2 separate regions of the Callithrix jacchus genome follow, and region 1 is linked to region 2. The links are chromatin contacts, called in public Hi-C maps. All regions are on one chromosome and are shown on one strand. The core of a region is the stretch at or near the end of the contact, and the rest is flanking DNA. Distances in the headings are between cores, read along the strand shown.

Evidence for each region. Hi-C and Micro-C count contacts between places; a contact is called where the count stands out from the background.
Region 1: a contact with region 2 is called in a Hi-C map of induced pluripotent stem cells, with 2.3 times the contacts expected there. The contact joins the promoter of STAG1 here to the enhancer-like site in region 2. A contact is called at or near these places in 3 of 3 Hi-C or Micro-C datasets (induced pluripotent stem cells and skeletal muscle).

The regions. Positions count from the first base shown.
Region 1 is chr17:47,492,492-47,496,212 of calJac240_pri, forward strand. STAG1 (STAG1 cohesin complex component) reads left to right here and starts at 1,423. Exons shown (of 34, transcript XM_035278838.3): 1 at 1,423-1,755.
Region 2 is chr17:47,251,428-47,255,377 of calJac240_pri, forward strand. All of the region lies in intron 5 of IL20RB (interleukin 20 receptor subunit beta), which reads right to left. Among named protein-coding and RNA genes, the nearest start is that of IL20RB, 31 kb to the right of the region's middle. Within about 2 kb of position 2,279, at least 5 of the 16 cell types and tissues checked have an H3K27ac peak or open chromatin away from gene starts, as enhancers often do.

The DNA.
Region 1 (3,721 bases), core at 173-2,672, 240 kb after region 2:
TAAAGCATAAAGCCTTCCAAAGTCCTGACATTACGGGGGTGAGCCGCTGCACCCAGCTAGATACTATCTGTTAAGCCACAGGAATCATAGGATGCTTTTGTGTAGGTATACAATATTGCATTTTAAAAAGAGGTGAAGCAGGAGTGTGGAGTAGAGGGAGGTGGGACAATGGCACCTACCCCTAGACCTAGCTACTTGGGAGGCTGAGGTGGGAGGATGGCTTGAGCCTGAGTTAGAGACTGCAGTGAGCTACGATTGTACCACTGCACTCCAACCTGGGCAACACAGCAAGACCCTGTCTCAAAAACAAACAAACAAACAAACAAAAACAAACAAAAGGGAGGTGAACGAAGGGAGAAGTGTTTAGGAGGCTATTATAACAGTTTTGGTGTAAGGCAGTGGGAGGATGAATGGGGAGAGGGGTTTGAATAAAAATGGCAGCAGCAGAAGAAAAAGCAAGTCATTTGAATGACGTATGATGGGATGTAGGCTTTTTTGAAAGAAAAGAATCAAGTCTGGCCCTACAATTTAGAGCCTAGGGCACTATGTAATTATTTATAAACACTAGCTCAATTATTAAGTGTAAGGGCAAAATAAAATTTTAGATTTCTATAAACTTAGAAAGTTGATTACCCATGCACTCAGACTTAAAAAAATGCTAAAAAGTTCTTAGTAAGATCAGAAACAAGTGGCCTGTTAGCACAGTAGTTAAGGTATAGAGCCTGCAACTGCAAGGTTGCTGATTCAAATCCTCAGTGGAGCCAGTCTTCAATTAAAAAAAAAAAACCTCTTGGGAATATCAGAAACAACAAATGTAATAATCCTGATGGCATTTCTATAATATATAAATATTAAATAGCTTAATACTCATAACAACCCTATGAGATTGGTACTGTTATTTCCATTTTGCAGTTGAGGAAACTGAAACACAGAGATTTGCCTAAGGTTACAGCTTTCCAGAGCAGTCTTGTTTCACAGTTCATGTTCTTAATCACTACACTATGCCAAAATTACAATGTTAAGACATATTAAGAAATTCAAGTAAGAGAGATGAATTATTTTAAGTGTTGAATTTTGAGCTGCAGCTTTCTGGCAAGTAGCTGAACACAAGGAACCTCAGTTAAGGAAAAATCAGGAACAGACTAATTTTGGGAGACCTAAGAGAAGGCATGCAGCAGAGAACAGACTGAAGAAAGAGGAGGTGCTAGCAAAGAAATCAGAAGACCAGCAAACTAGGTAGGTGTAGATCCAGGGAAGTATCTTAGAAAGGCAAAAAGGGTTTCAAGGAAGGTATAGGGATTGGTAAAAACTGTAACTGTTTCTTTTGAGAAATGTGACAATGAAAGGAAGGTTGATAGTATAGCAACTGGAAGGAGTAGCAGTACTGAATAAAAAAAGACAACAGGAACTTCTTTTTTTTTTAGACAGTCTCACTGTTGTCGCCCAGGGTGGAGTGCAGTCAAGTGATCTCAGCTCACTGCCACCTCCACCTCCACCTCCTGGGGTCAAGTGATTCTCCTGCCTCAGCCTCCGGAAGCTGGGATTACAGGCGCACAGCACCAGGCCTGGCTAATTTTTGTATTTTTAGTAGAGACGGAGTTTCACCATGTTGGCCAGGATGGTCTCGATCTGTTGACCTTGTGATCCGCCAGCCTTGGCCTCCCGAAGTGCTGGGATTATAGGCGTGAACCACCGCACCCAGCCAAGGCAACAGAAACTTCTGAGATTGGAAGGAAGAAGCCAATGGATAAGAAGGTATTTATGATATAAGATACTTAGGAAAGTAGTGGTGGGAGAAGGAGAAGGAAAGGGATGGCATACATAGTTTCAGGCAGAGGGACTGGTTTTGTAGAGAAGGAAAAGGGTTCTGGGTTAATTTGGTTAGAAGTTTTGAGATCGTGAGCAGGAGGTGGTCACAGATACTTCATGATGGAGGGAACGTCAAACCTGAATTGGAGTCCCAAAGCTTTGAGCCCAGGAAACTGGATGAATTTATCTATTAGTATGGACTGGAACTGGCATCTTTAATAACATGGAAAGCTTTAAAGAGTCTTTGTGGAGAATAGGATAGGAAATCAGCCAGAGATTAGGAAAAAACCCAGTAAAATTATAAGAAGGAGTCCAGTCACAAATTAATCTGGTTATGACTGCCTCCAGCGAAAAGCCACACATCTTGTAACCCTTGGAAGAGAAACTACAAATAGGAGTAACCTACTGCAGAATGGCCCTGAAGACTAGTTGAGCGATTCTATACTGAAATAGAGCTGGCTATAGCGATAGAGAAGTTAGTCATACATGGGGTAATGATCCAAGAGAGTAAGGATTCACTTTTGTTGTGAAAACTTGTAAGTAGGTCAAAGGCAGGAGCCATAGCCACGGAGGGGCAGGGAGGTGGCGATCAGGGAAGAGGTGACATTCAACATAAAATAGTTTGTTCATGATTTCACCTTAGTGATTATTTCTTTTGGTATCTAGAAGGCTAAGATTCTCATGTCTATTTCGGAGCTACTGAAAGTAGTCCTAGGTTGTGGAAGGAAAAATCCAACTTCACATCTGAGTCTATTTTCTCAGTCCAGTTATATTCTCTTCTCACAAACTAGCCAATGCTGCCGCCTTATGCAAAGCCGGCACCACGGAAAGGATGTGCTTTACAGAGGCAGGATGACGCCAATCGGCCTGGGGCGGGCAGGGTTTCGTCTAGCTTAATGGCGAGGGGAAGTCCCCAACATTTCCTTTGAAACCTTTCCACTCTCGCCTAGTGAAAGCGCTTGTCAACAGTAAATCGCTAATACAATGCTAAGCTCTGAGGCCCTCGCTAAATCCAAGTAAAGTGGAAGCAGGGATCTGCATGGCCTCGCCCTCGGGTTTCCGCAGCGCGTCTCGATAGCGGCGGATGGGGGCAGCAGCAGCCGGGCGGGGACATAGGAAAGCGCCGGCCCTGAGACCTAGGGAGGAGCCTCGGTGAAGGAACCCGGGTTGGGTTCCTTCCTAGGTTTCCAAGAAGCTCCAAAAATGGCGGGCGGCAACTCGGCGAGCCGGACGCGCAGGCGCCCCCGTGGCCATCCTTCCGCCCGCCTCGGGCGGCCCAAGAACCGTCCACAGCGCCCTTACCCAGAAATCTACGCCGCTCGCGATTGGCTGAGCTGCGCCAGCGCTTCGTGTGGGGGCGGGGCCGCCACGCAGAGGCCACGTTTCCCGCCCCGCTGGTGCGCGTGCGCGCAATCCCCACAGGAAAGCGTTTGCGCGCGCCCCTGCCGCGGCCCCTAGCTCGCGCCTCAGCTCCCTCCCCTTTCCGGGCAGGCTCGTCCCGTCAGCAAGGCAGTGAGCACCGCGGCCAGCAGAGGGCGGTCCGGACCCAGGTCTGCAGCGGCGCCATTGGCGTGTGGAAAATGCCACCAGATGGCGGGTTAGGATTGCAGCTCCGTTGAAGGCGCGGCCCCCGCTCCCGAACCCCCGGCGACCACCCCGTAACAACCCCCCCACATCGGGAATAACACACCGGAGACTTTTGGGGGGAAACTAGGTCGACGGCCGGTGGCGCCCGGATGGGCAGCTGAGGTGAGTGCGGGCGGCGGCGACGGCGGCGGGGGGCGGGAAAGAGGGGGAATGCGGCGGCAGCGGCGCGGGGGCTGGAAGCGCCGATCCAAGATGGAGGCCGGGCGAGAGCGAGAGAGCGCGAGCGGGGAGCGGGCGGGCCGGGCGCGGGCTCCGCGCGGGGGAG
Region 2 (3,950 bases), core at 1,029-3,528:
CTCTCCATATTAAACAACTATACAAAAAAATAATGACAAAGATGATCTGAACAATACCATGAAACATTTGACCTAATCGATATTTATAAAACGCTTCCCCAATAACTGCAGAATACAGATCCTTTTATGCTTCAAGGTACTTTGGGGCCCTCAAGTTCTTGCTGAAGGATAACAAAGGCCCACCCTGCTCCTCTGTGTTTGATACATCCCATTGCCTTTATGCAGAGCAGTAAGCCATTCAGTCATTCAGAGAAGGATGGAGGGAGGAACTGATCAAAAGGACACTTTTAAGCTTTATGACAAGAAATGAGTCAATAAATATAAAGCCTTAGAACAGTATCTGGCACTTAGCCCTGTACTAGTATCAGCTAAAGTCATTACAACTACCTGGAAGTATGGGAGAGAAGGGAGATCTGGCATTAGGACAACAGAGTGGAGGGGTGTCCTAAAGACTGAATTATAGGGAGAGTTATTCCTCCTGTGTAGGGAGAGAAAGCAGGGCCACAGAGCTGTCACAAGAATGACTCCTTTCTTTTTGTTTGTTCGTTTGTTTGTTTGTTTGTTTTTTGAGATGGAGTTTTGCTCTTATTGCCTTTGCCCGGGCTGGAGTGCAATGGCGTGATCTCGGCTCACTGCCACCTCTGCCTCCCAGGTTCAAGTGATTCTCCTGACTCAGTCTCCTGAGTATCTGGGATTACAGGCATTAGATACCACACCTGGCTAATTTTTTGTATTTTTAGTAGAGATTGGGTTTCATCATCTTGGCCAGGCTGGTCTTGAACTCCTGACCTCATGATCCACCCGCCTCAGCCTCCCAAAATGCTGGGATTACAGGCGTGAGCCACAGCACCCGGCCAAGAATGACTCCTTTCAGAGTGACTCCAGGCTGATAAGGAGCTGTGGGCATGTATAAGCTGCAGGTAGTTCTGGTTTTAGTTGCTTTCCAGAAGTTGACACTGGCTGCCTCCTCCCAGGAGAGAACTGTGAGAATTCCCTAGGGTGACAGGGATGGAGCTTTTTTATTTCGTTTTTGTTATTTTTGTTTTGTTGCACGGTTTTGTGTGGTTGAGGTCTGGGGGCTGGGGGGAAACATCTGGGGAGGTAGCCAGAGAATATCGGGGAGCTGTTGGAGGCCTGCTTTTGCGTTTCCCCCACCACAGCATGGGTGTATGGGTCCTATACCCACTGGAGAGACCCAGACCTGTGATCCAGGACCCTCAGGAGTAAGATAAGAATTCTGGCCTTATGAGGATCTGAGAATACAGGTAAGGTTCCCTAACCTCAGGCAGTCACTGTGAAGGTCCAGATTGCTGTCCCTTCACCACCCCACCCTACCCCACCAAGATCAAAGCACAGTCCATGCCTCCCACATACATCTTCTTCACTCTGAACAATGAGGCTTTGGCATGTGAATTGAGTGAGTTGTATTGAAACAGGTCATTGGGTGTGGTTGCTGTTACAATTGGAAGAGGCCAAGATGCTCAGCAGGCCAGTCTGGAAGGGTAAGACCGTGCAGGACTCCTGCGATACTGAGCATCCTGGGCTGGGTAACACATCTTCTCTCTTTGCCATCCCAGGTCCTGGAAGAAAGCAGAGGTGACCTGCTTCAGGGAGGCCACCACGCTCTGGAGAAAGGAGATTTATTCCAGTGCCTCTAGTTAGAAGTGAAGTCTTTTACAAGTATTCCTCTCCCCTCTCTGTGGAGATGCCTATAATCCCACCATGGAAATATGTGCTTATGCCCAATTGAGGCCCAAACTACATCTGGTCAATGTCACACTGAAAGAAATAAAGAACTAGATCTATTACCAAGGTGTCTGGGAGGACCACCATGGGGCAACAGGAGTACTGGAGCAGCTGGCCCATTTTCCAGATGAACAGTGGCACGACCACAAGGATCAGCATGAAGCCAACAAAGGCAAAAAGGGCCAGTGCCAGAGGAATGACCTCTCCTGGAAACAAAAGATAAAAACAGGCTTAGAAAACAGCAGTGAAGATTAAATCTCCAATCCTGAGACCACCCCGCCCCCAGTTTCCTGGAGTTGACTCTGCACATTGACCAAGACGGCAGATACCAAGATCCTGAGATTTGATGTGTGCTTTAGTGACCAAAATTACCACCATTAAAAGCATTTTTCTAGAATCCAGATTAAGGCATGGCTTCCAGAACGCCCAGGGAAGATGAAAATCTTTTTCTTGTGACATGAAAGGGAGGAGCATCATGTGTGAAGCCAATAGCTGTGTTAGCACGTACCTTGGCACCACTGCCAGTAGGAAGGCAGAGTGCCAGGCCCTGGACAGGATGAGTGGGAGGTACTGAAAGAGAACAGCGCAGAATGGGGCTGGGCGGTAACTCGAAACAAAGTGTGTTTCACAATTCACTCTTGGCATTGATTCATGTTATAGAGGAAATGGTTCAGAAAACAGTCAGATAATAACTACAAGATATGAAGCCCCCATTTTGTGTGCTAGGATTACTATGGCCTTCCAGAACTATGCTAGGGACTGGACATGTAGTTGCTTGTACTTCAAAATGAGTGTGAGTATCCCTGCTTTTATAGAAGAGGAATCTATGCTCAGAATGGCTAAGTGACCTACCCCAGGTCACCCAGGTAGGACTGGCTCTGAAGCTCATAGTCATTCTACCAATAAATGTAGCAGAAAAGGTTAGATCTGAGCATCTGGAGATTTGGAAGAGGGGACAGGTTATTTTCCCATCTCTCTGTTCTGTGTAACCTTGAGCAACTCAATTAGCCTCTCTGGCCCAGGTTACTCACCTGCAATGTGAAGGGTAGCCCAGCCAATGAGACTGGAATAGCTGGTGGACTTGTGGCTAGGGGCACTGTATATTATTTCAATGGTTTTGGAAAATATTTGGGGGGTACACATCAAGATATACACAAATGTTCATACCCTTTCGTCCACTCCTGCGATATATTTTTTTTAATTTTTGAAGGTATATAGTAGGCATATATAGTTATGGGGTACATGAGATGTTTTCAGACAGTCATGCAATGTAAAATAAGCACATCATGGAGAATAGGGCAGCCATCCCCTCAATCATTTATCTTTCAGGTTACAAACAGTTCAATTACACTCTTCAGGTTATTTTAAAATACACATTAGGTTATTGTTGACTATAGTCAACCCTGTTGCTATCAAATAGTAGGTCTTATTCATTCTTTCTGGTTTTTTTGTGCCTATATCCCCATTTCTCCCCAACTCCTGAAATTTTAATTCCAAAAACTAATTCCAAGGAAGGAATCAATTATATACATCAGTTCTTAGCAACATCTGAACTAGAGCAACAGCCTTTCATTTACATATATTGACATATACACATGCATTGGGTTTTGTTTGTGTTTTGGGGGTTTGTTTGTTTGTTTGTTTTTGAGACTGAGTCTCGCTCTGCCATCCAGACTGGAGTGCAGTGGCACAGTCTTTGCTCACTGCAACTTCTGCCTCCTTGGTTCAAGCAATTTTCATGCCTCAGCTTCCTAGTAGCTGAAATTACAGGCATGCACCACCACGCCTGGCTAATTTTTGTATTTTTAGTAGAGACAGAGTTTCACCACATTCGTCAGGCTGGTCTCAAACTCCTGACCTTAGGTGATCCACCTGCCTCCCAAAGTGCTGGCATTAGAGGCGTGAGCCACCACACCCGGCCCTTTAAAAATGAGGTAGATCCATACGTATTGACATGAAAAGATGTTCCCAGTATACTACTGAGTGAAGACAAGCCAAGTATAGAGTAGTAGGTACAATATCATCCCATCTGTGTATGTGAGCATTGGTATCACACAGATAACTCCTGGAAGATTAAACGTCAAACTCACCAAAGGAAACCTCCGGAGTGGTGTGCAGGAGAATGGAGCACACTTACTTACCTCTTTATTTATTTATTTATTTATTAACATGAGACAAGGTCTCACTAAGTTGCCCAAGCTGGT